Linked DNA regions of Astyanax mexicanus: region 2 is linked to region 1. The links are chromatin contacts, called in public Hi-C maps. All regions are on one chromosome and are shown on one strand. Each heading gives the region's core, a stretch centred on a gene start, on an enhancer-like site or on the middle of the called end of the contact. The rest is flanking DNA. Distances are from core to core; before and after follow the strand shown. Region 1 overlaps kmt2ca (lysine (K)-specific methyltransferase 2Ca). Region 2 holds the start of kmt2ca (lysine (K)-specific methyltransferase 2Ca).

Evidence for each region. A called contact is a pair of places that touch in the nucleus more often than the background predicts.
Region 2: a contact with region 1 is called in a Hi-C map of muscle, with 20 times the contacts expected there. The contact joins the promoter of kmt2ca here to the enhancer-like site in region 1. A contact is called at or near these places in 2 of 3 Hi-C or Micro-C datasets (both in muscle).

The regions. Positions count from the first base shown.
Region 1 is chr6:52,072,511-52,077,937 of AstMex3_surface, reverse strand. All of the region lies in intron 2 of kmt2ca (lysine (K)-specific methyltransferase 2Ca), which reads left to right. Among protein-coding and RNA genes, the nearest start is that of kmt2ca, 42 kb to the left of the region's middle. Within about 2 kb of position 2,692, the one cell type or tissue checked has an H3K27ac peak away from gene starts, as active enhancers do.
Region 2 is chr6:52,113,861-52,119,287 of AstMex3_surface, reverse strand. kmt2ca (lysine (K)-specific methyltransferase 2Ca) reads left to right here and starts at 2,078. Exons shown (of 60, transcript XM_049480857.1): 1 at 2,078-2,333.

The sequences.
Region 1 (5,427 bases), core at 1,443-3,942:
ACAAGGTGAGGAAACAGTTAAAGTACACGGTAGGAGATGGTTGGTTGTTGTGAAGTGTATGCGAGTGTGTGCGAGTGAGAGAGATGGCAGGTTGATGTGGCTGTGTGTGCGAGAGTGTTTGTGTGTGGTTAGATGTTGTGTGTAGACAATGAGCAGTAGAAGGTGAGGAAACAGTTAAAAGTACATGGCCGGTTGTCGTGTGTGTGTGTGTGTATGTGTGTGTGTGTGTGAGAGAGAGAGAGAGAGAGAGAGATAGATGGTATGTGTGTGTGTGTGTGTGTGTGTGTGTGTGTGTGTGTGTGTGTGTGTGTGTGTGTGTGTGTGATGGCCGGTTGTTGTGGAGGGGGTGTGTCCCGTCGCAGCCACTCGCTCCAGCCCGGGTTTTATGCTCCTCCCTTGGAGCTGGAACTACTTGTGCTGTAGCTTTTTTTTCCTCTTTTTCCTCCTCCTCTTTCACTCTCTGAAACTCTCACATGCTGTGGAAGGATGGCAGGAATAAGTTGTCTTGGGAAGCTGAGAGAGACAGAGATGGAGAGGGGGTCAGTCCTCGGTTTTCTGCCTGGGCTTCGTTTTGCTGTGTTGAGTTTGAGTGGTCTGGTTTTGTATGGAGTTCTATAACCCAGCTGAGCTGAATCTCCAGCTGAGCCTGACCTTGTTGAACCTGTATGGAGTAACAGAGTAAAGTTCTCAAGATCATGTTTACACAGATTCATTTAGACCTGTCACAATAATAACGCTTTATCAGTTTATCAGTGTTATATCAGTATATAGCAATATGAAACGTTTTATAATGGTAATAAAATGTTCCCGTTATTTCCAGATTTTTCCCCTAATAATATCAATATTTCAGGATTTTATTGCAATAATGAAATTCTGAACTATATAACAATACACTTAAAACTATTGTATTAGTTTTGTCCCACTTTATAATAAGTGTCTCTAATAAATGTGTAGTTACACATTAACGACCTATGTAATAACAGTGTAACTATTAGTAGAGTACGCATTGTTACAGATTTATTACACTTCTACAGGTTAAGTAAATGCACAAATGTAGGTATCTGTGTGTGTGTGTGTGTGTTTGTTTCTTTTATCTGGCATGTAATTAGGGCTGTGATTGTTTTTGAATACAAGAAATCATTATTTTTTTTTATAGGAGGATGGATAAAATATTGTGCTATCTGTGAAACTGAAATACATGGTTAATTACATAACCTGGACAGCTGTAAATAATCTGTAACAGTGCATACTTCATCATACTAGAGACACTTATTATCACTTTAATAATATGTTACTCCAACTGCATTACATGAATTGGCAGATTTATTTGTCAGAAATTTGTATGTACAGACGTCAGTTATTGGGAAGGCTTAAGCCCTATCCGGATGGGGGTCCTGGGATAATTTTCTCTTTTATTGGGAGTCATCTGTGGTTTAATTCCCGTCTGGAACGACCCTCTGTGTTTTTTTTTCCTCAGACGTCCTCTGAGAAAATTACAGGCTGAATTATCTTGACTGTTTTTTGCTGAACTCCGTGGTCCTCTGGTAATTTTAGTCCTGTCTGGATCCACATCTGAGTTTAAATATTTTTTCACTTGCAGTGAAAGGACACATCTGGATTAGCGCTGCAACTAATGTCTCTTTTAGTAGTCAATTTATCTGCTGATTTTTTTCTTCGATTAGTCGATTAGTTGCGGTAATTTTTGTCATGCCCTCCAATTGTACTTCCTACTGGTGAGGACAAGTAAACATTTAGATACCAAGACCAGTTTTGCATTACATTTTGATGGTTTGATGTTTGACCTATATTACACCAATAACTACAAAGTTCATTATAGAAAAACCATACACATGTGTATGTTATTTTTAGGAAATTCTAGGAGACTTGTGTGTAACTTTGTTTTTACTTTTATTTGAAGGAGATGCCTCTCAAAATTATTTTGTCTAATAAAATATATAAATGTATATATTTTAATCAGTTACTTTAAATTATACCTTAATTTTAATGGAGTGGACAGAGTACAGTATATCTGTAACACTTATCCAGCTCTTTCTCTCTCTCTCTCTCTCTCTCTCTCTCTCTCTCTCTCGCTCCATCACACATTAATGATGGGCCGACAATGACAATGTTTTTATTGGCGACATTGTCAATTACGCCGATTAATCGATCCAGCCCTACTCTGGATCAGTGCAGATTCTCAAAATCTTTTAAAATTTATTCTTAAATAGCGTCACTCTTTTAAATTCCTTTAAATGTCAGGATCCCCATGGGATTTTCGACCCCCAAGGTTAAGTATCCCGCCATAATTTTATTATCATTATATCAGTGGTTGAAGAATGGCCTTAAAATGAGTGTTGTTTTCATGCAATAGTTTCTAGGACAACATATCATCCACATTAAATAGTTAATCACAACAGATCTACGTTCATTCTTTCATATTAAGCAATACTCCAGCCTGGCGCTGCTCCTTAGCCCATTAATTATCATCTCATTGGACCAGTCACTTGCTGCACGGAGCCACTGGCCATGACTCCTCCCCCTGGGACCATGCTGACCCCCCGTCCCCTGAGGGCCACTCGACAGTTGTTTATTTTTTCTCCTGGTTACTCATTACCCCAAATCCCATCACTTGTTTACCTTGTTACCCCTTGACGATAGACTACATGTAAAATCCATTTGGAGCTGCCGGGCTCGCGGAGCCGAGGCGCGCCGGCCCCCGCCGTATGTTTTATTTAGCGAGCCTTCACTGTGAACATGGCGAAGGACCTCTCTCGGCCTCTCTCGCTCCCCACAGCTCTTGTTTCTTGTTCTCAGTCTCTCGCGGGTCAATGCATAATTTGTTTCTCTGTCCCATAAATCACAAAAGTCTGCTGTTGCTGGGATCGTTTTTACTCTGGATATCAAAAAAACGTGGATTCAGTTCAATGTTCATTTAAACATACAGTGTTAAAACGATGGTCACAGGTTAAAAATATTATCATAATTGAACTAGGGCTGTGTATTGACAAGAGCTTGACATTGTAGATGTTACAATTCAATTTATTGTGATTGTATTGCAGTTAGGGGTGGGCGATTTGACCCTAAAATAATATCACAATATTTTATGGTATTTTCGCGATAACGATACTCTTGTCGATATGACGAAACACTGCATAAAAAAAATATAAAAATCAAGAATACACTGCTGCAACAAATAAAAATTTAATTTTATTATTGCGTACGATATGATATATCACACCCCTATGTGAAATATTAAAAATACAAAACTTTTATCGTATTTGCAACAGAAGTCAATGATCAAGAATGTCATGATACTAATAATAAAGCACTCAATGTCTATATATATTCAGGATTAAAGTAAAATAAATGATACTGGACAGATATAATCTGTCTCTAGTAGATATCTAATGGGAAATGAGAACAGTGTGAATTTTCTTTTGCTAAAAACAGTAAAAAAAAAATTAGTATCCTGATGTGATAATTAGGGATTGGGGATATGGCACCATATTTCAGGGTATAATATTGTTCTCAAAATTAAAAAATATGGCACACCCCTAATTGCAATACTGTAAGCAAGGCGATATTTGGTTATATTGGCTTGCTGTAAATGTAAATCAAGGCTCTGATTGGTTTAATCTTTGTTGTGATTTATTTGGGCAGGTGTGAATACAGTAAATAAACTCTGATTAATTTGAATAATTTTGGTGTTAGTTTAATGTTAGACTTACACCTGAAACCAGATAGTAGTGAGCTTTGACAGGTGGAGCAGAAATTCAGAGACTCACTCATGTTGGCAGTATTCCACTATTTATTTTATTTATTTTTTTAGTATTTTCTGTTTAACTGTAATAAGCTTGGACTCATCATACCGCTCATTACAGAGTATGTACATTAAAGAAGTATGTAAAATAGCAAACAAACTGCCCCTTATGAAAACAATACACTTACTATTAGCTATTACAGGATGTGGACCAAAACAACCACATCAAGACTCTTGAGAGGAGGTGGTCATTCTCCAATCCCTAATGAACTCTGGAGAAGTTAGGTTGTGGTGAGAACATGATCTTTTTACATTACATTACATTACATTACATTTGGCAGACGCTTTTGTCCAAAGCGACTTACAATAGTCAAGTACAATGTAAAATAAGTTTAAAGGAAAAACATCTTTGGATAGGGATAAAAGGAGGACAAAGGGGAATAATAGGATAGAGGAGTGAAGGAGAGGAAGAAGGAAATGAGGTTAGAAGTAGTTAGTGTGTTAGAGGTGTTAAGAGAGTAAGTGCTCTTTGAAGAGCTCTGTCTTCAGGAGTTTATTAAAGATAGCGAGAGATTCTCCTGATCTGGTAGTAGAAGGTAGTTTGTTCCACCATTGGGGAACTCTGTATGAGAACAGTCTGGATTGCTTTGTGTGAATGTTTGGCAAAGCGAGGCGACGTTCACTGGAGGAGCGCAGCGGCCGGGAGGTAGCGTAAGCCTTCAGGAGCGAGTGCAGATAGGAAGGAGCCTGTTCTGACATCACCTTGTAGGCGATTGTAAGAGTTTTGAATTTGATGCGAGCATCAACTGGTAGCCAATGGAGCTCAATGAGCAGCGGGGTGACATGTGCCCGTTTTGGCTGGTTGAAGACCAGACGTGCTGCTGCGTTCTGGATCATCTGGAGTGGTTTTACTACACAGGCCGGGAGGCCAGTTAGCAGGGCATTGCAGTAGTCGAGGTGTGAGATGACGACCGCTTGCACCAGGAGTTGGGTGGCCTGTTGCGTCAGGAACGGTCTAATTTTTCGGATGTTATAGAGCGCAAAGCGGCAGGACCGAGCAACTGAGGCCACATGGTGCGTGAAGGAGAGTTGGTCATCAACCATAACACCCAGGTTCCTAGCAACCTTTGTCGGTGAGAGAGAGAGAGAGTCGATACTTACAGAGAATTTGTGTTATCGAACCACAATCTGACCCAAATATCAGGTGCACTTCGCAAGTTTGAGGTAAACTGGGCTCTATAGCCAGTAGTTTTGCATGGTATACAGATACTTAAGGTTTCTCAATGCTTAGCCATTAAAATGGTACAAATCCCTATTTATTTAGTACTGGTACTAGGACTGCACGGTATTGAAAAAATCCAACATTTACAGTGTACTATATATTTCGATATATTAAATAATGCAGGACCCGAGACGTCACCAGACCCGCCCCCACCCACGCGCTGTCTCACGACAGTGATCCAGACCGACCAAGAGCTGAGTCAGTGCTTTAGAGTCAGCTAAGCACGCAAAACTATAATAAATAAACATTTAATTGGGCTATTAAAAGGTAAATAACAGCCAATTTTTTTCTGTCTCTGGGAGTAAAAGTGTGATTCTGGCTGTAACTGGAAAAATCTGTGCAAAACTGTGTTGAACAGGCTGTCTGCCTCTGCTTACAAGCACGT
Region 2 (5,427 bases), core at 829-3,328, 42 kb before region 1:
AAGGCTCATTATGGGCTCGGTCAGTGTACGTTTAAGGTAGGGGGTTCTACAGGTGGCTGCTCAGGTTTTTAGGACTGCTCTGACGTACACTAAAAGGTAGGCCTGTGTCAGGACTTTTTTCCATTACTCTAATTAGTTGCACAAAAATGTAAGTGTTACACTCCATTTCCATCAATGAAATAGATTTATACTGAATGATTAAATACTAAATTAGGTGATAGTAAACATTATGTAAATTGCATATTATCACCATATGGAAGCCCATTCCCTCAACTCATTATTTTTAAATAATAGTAGATTGTACAGAAGCTATGTAAGGTTTTACTGGAGAAAAACAATGAATTAATATCTCAAAATAAACACAAGTTATCCTTTTGAAAACAATGATATATCTCAAATAAGTGAGATATCACAAGATATTGACTCAGTATCACAAAATAATGACTAAGTATCACAAAGTAATGAAATATAATTTTAAATGAACGACTTAGTATCTCAAAAATAATGACTTAGTATCTCAAAATAATGATATCCCTGGTGAAAAAATTCATCTCAAGACCATCCAGAAAACTTATACTAGCTTGTTTACTAGTTCTTGACCAGCATAGTGTATGATTTCTCTGGATGACCAGCTTGTGTTAATCTAGATTTTTTTTTTTAGCAGGGATCGTATTTAAAAAAAATGACATAGTATCTCAAATTAACAACTTAGTACCTCAAAATAATGAAATAAAATGATAATTTAGTATTCCAAATAATTACCCAGTATCTCAAAGTAACAACTTGGTATCTCAAAGTAACGAGTTAATATCTTAAATTAATAATTTAGTATCTCACAATAATGCCTTAGTATCTCAAAGTAATGAGTCAGTTAGTATCTCAAAGTAATGAGTCAGTTAGTATCTCAAAGTAATGAGTCAGTTAGTATCTCAAAGTATCTCAATGTAATGACTTTGTATCTCAGAATAATGAGTATCTTAAGATAAATCAGTCAATCAATCAATCAATCAATCAACCTTTATTTTCACTTGGGAATTTAATTCAATTCAATTCAATCCACATTATTTATATAGCGCTTTTTGCAACAAAGGGAAAAACAGGTCCACGCCTCTTATGATACATTGAGGGTGACCCTCTTTTACAATGGCGCCAAACATTTACAGTTTAAAAGAAATTGAAAACAAGTATATCAGACTAATGGCATATTTATATTTGGATAAAACCAAGACTAAAACTCTTTAAACTCCAGTAAAGTTAGTATCTCAGAATAATGACGAAGTATTGCAAGATAACAACTTAGTATCTCAAAATAACAACTTAGTATCTCAAAGTTTTGACTAAGTATAACAAAATAATGACATCTCAAATTTAGTATCTCAGAATAATGACTTAGTATCTCAGAGCAATGAATTAGTTAGTATCTCAAGGTAACAATTTAGTATCTCAAAATATCAATTTAATATTTCAAAGTATCGACTAAGTATATCATAATAATGGCATTTTTCTTAAATTAATCATTTAGTATCTAGTAAATATTGACTACGTATCTCAGAGTAAATAAATAATAACTCAATGTGATGACTTAATATCGCAAAATAATGAGATAACATCTCAATATTATGATTAAGCAGTTCACTTCGTAATAAGAAATACCTAATGGGTTGTTTCTATGGGCTATTGTTTCTAATTGGAAAAATGAATAATTTTATTTATAATAAAATTATTATTAATAATAATAATAATAAAGCGCCACTGTATCGCTGAGCTCAGAACCTGGCGTGACTCCGCTCCGCGCACCTCACGAATCCAGATCCGGGCTTTACACGAGTCCCGGCCATGACTGAAACGCCGTTTCACAGCTGTGCTGTCTTCATCCGCGGGGTCAGCGAGACTCTATTGAGACTTTTTTTCTTACGGTTTTACGCTGTTTATTTGCTAAATTTTCTTAACGTCGCTCGTTTGCAGGTCTTATACGTCTTATATCGGCGTGCCCGAGGTTTGGTGCGAGTTGTGCGGAAGTTTGGACAGCGGCGCCGGCGCGAGCGTTTAGGCGGGTCTATTTGCCGGTGCGGAGGAGCGGTGGTGATTCGGTCCCTCTTAAACATGGCCACCATGATGGAGTAAACGCTACAACTTTGAAATTCTGAGTTTTTCGGGGGGAAACTCTGTATATATTTGTGTTTTCTCGCCCGGAACGAGGAATGTTTCGTGTGGAAATATCCTGCCGACCGTCTGAACCGTATGAGAGCTTTGGGAAAAGTTTGTACTCGGATTACGAGCTGAATTAAGTTGCCTGGGAAGGAAGGAAAAACAGAATCGCATCTCTATACTCCGTAAGCTCGCGGTTTCCTTTAACTCTGGGCTGTTTGTGTTGATTTTATATGTTTTTAAAACATTTAGAGACTCGTAAACATCGAGGGCTGCGGCTCTGTGTTTATATAAACCCGTGTTTTGTGGCGTTAAGCCGCGTTTGAAGCGTGTTGAACAGTTAGGACTGGGGAAAGTCATACGCTGACACGGGTAGCGTTATAACTAAACAGCGCCCGTGCGGGTTAACCGCGTATACATGTTTATTTGGAGATATTTTAGCTGTGTTTTAGCTGTATTTCTGTTTTATTTGTAAATATAACCAACTAAAGCGGAGATAAACAGCAGCAGAAGCAGCAGCAGCACACCCCCACCCGCCCTCACTAACCGAAAGTGTTATTCAGCTCCAGATCTTTCACAGGGCAGGTCGTCAAGGAAGTAGAGCTACGATAACCTAGTTAACTAACGCTAAAGAGAGACGTAGATAGACTTTAAACTTTAAAAACAGGACATTTTAACCCAATTAAAGTCTTTATTCCTGCTAAACTACATGTAAAGAGAATTTACTGGAGTTTAAAGAGTCTTAATCCTGGTTTTAACCAAATGAAAAGTTGTTTAAATGCTCTATAGGAAGGAGGGGTGGGCAATATTATGATACTGTATCGATATCATGGGGGAAATAATGACGTTTTTCCATATATTTCATAAAACTAATTGACTAGACTTGGTATATAACGATATAGTGTGACATTATGATCAGATATGGGCGATATTATGGTACTGTATTGTTATAATAGTTAATTATGGCATTGTAATTATTATACAAGCTATTAAAATACACCAGTATTTTTAAAGCACATCATATTTAATATATAAAAAAAACAGTTTCAGTCTTAGTTTTAACAAATAAAAGTTGTTTATCTACTCTATAGGGAGTAGGAGTGGGTAATATTATGATACGGTATCATTATCGTGGTGTTAATTCTAAAATCTTTTCATATATATTTAATGAAACTATTTATATATAACGATAAAGTGTGACATTATATGGTCAGGTATGACATTTTTCTCAATAGTTGGGCGATATTATGGTACTGTATTGTTATAATAGTTAAAAAGCTATAAAAATACATCAGTATTTTTAAAGTACATCATATTTAATATAAAAAAGAAACAGTTTCAGTCTTAGTTTTATAAAATATAAAAGTTGATTATCTACTCTATAGGGAGAGAGGTGGGCGATATTGTGATACTGTATCATTATCGGGGTGTAAATTATGAAATCTTTCCATATATTTCATAATTTTATGAGTTGTTTAATTTGCTTTGTAGGGAGGAGGGGTGGGTAATATTATGGTACTGTATCATAATTGTGGGGTAAAGTATTACGTTTTACTGTATAACAGTACTGTTTGACATTATGATCAAATAAGGCATTTTTCTCAAGTCTAGGAAGTGTTGTATAGTTTCTTAAGTTTTCCATTACCTTTTAACCAAATAAAAAGTTGTTTAAATGCTCTATAGGGAGAGATGTGGGCGATATTATGATACTGTATCATTATCATGGGGTAAATTATGACATTTTTCTATATATTTCATAAAACTACTTCAATAGACTTGATATATAATGATATAGTGTGACATTATGATCAGGTATGGCATTTTTCTCAGTAGTTGGGCGATATTATGATACTGTATTGTTGTTATGGTTAATTATGACTTTGTAATCATTATAAAAGCTATAAAAATACAGTACATCATATTTAATATAAAAAATAAACAGTTTCAGTCTTAGTTTTAACAAATAAAAGTTGTTTATCTACTCTATAGGGAGAGAGGTGGGTGATATTATGATACGGTATCATTATCATGGGGTAAATTATTATGTTTTTCCATGTATAACGATACTGTATGACATTATGATCAGAGATGGCATTTTTATCAAGTCTAATAAGTACTGATCTTGTATTATAATGTAAGGATAATAAAAGATAATAAGATCCGTATCAGAAATCCATATCATTGATGAAATCAGCCAGCGTAACTTTTTAGAGTTTATTTAGTTTTTATTAGGTAGGTGATTTTTATTTTTTGATACTGTAGTGTTATTGTGGGGTAAATTATGACCCTTTTCCATATTTCCTAAAACTACTTATATAGCGATACTGTGCGACATTTTGATTAGATATGAGTTTATCTCAAGTCTAGAAAGTAATGATCTATAAAAACTATAAAAGACATCAAAATTTATGTCACTGATAATATCAGCCAGCATAACATTTTGAATTTGACTTATTTATTGTCAGTACTTCCTGGAATATTGTTTAACAATACTACAATATTGTGTTTTCTTCGACAAGTACACCGTATTTATTCTTTTTAGCTGTGGTTTAACAGAAATAGACAATTTCAAGGTTTTATTTTTGGTTTTAACCGAATTAAAAGTTGTTTATCTGCTCTACAGGGAGGAGGGGTGGGCGATATTATGATACTGTATTGATATCGTGGAGTAAATTATGATGTTTTTCCTTATATAACGATACTGTGTGACATAGTGGTCAGACATGGCATTTTTCTCAAGTCTAGGAAGTAATGATCTAGTAATAATTGGGCGATATTATTATACTGTATCGTCATTGTGGGGTAAATTAAGACATTTTCATCACTGGACTTCTTGTTGTTAGTAGTTCTGGGATTACGGGTGAATATTATTATGGTAATGTATTTTCGTCATCAAGTACACCATATTTAGTCTTTTTAGCTGTGGTTTAAGAGAAATACAAAATTTCCTGGAGTTTTAATTTTGGTTTTAAGTTATTATATGATATTTCTCATATAATGACATTGTGTGACATTATGATCAGATATGGCATTTTTATCAAGTCTAGGGATTAATATGACATTTCTACCAAACACTTAATTCAGTTTTACTTTATGGAGATTTCTTTATGTCTAGAAAGTAAAGAGACATTTCTACAAAACACTTAATTCAGCTTAAAAAGTTTTAGTTACGGTTGTTAGTTTTGTTGTTTATCTACTCTACAGGGAAGAGGGCTGGGCGATATTATGATACTGTATTGAAGGGCTGGGAATCAATCTGAATTTCCTGGATTGATTTGA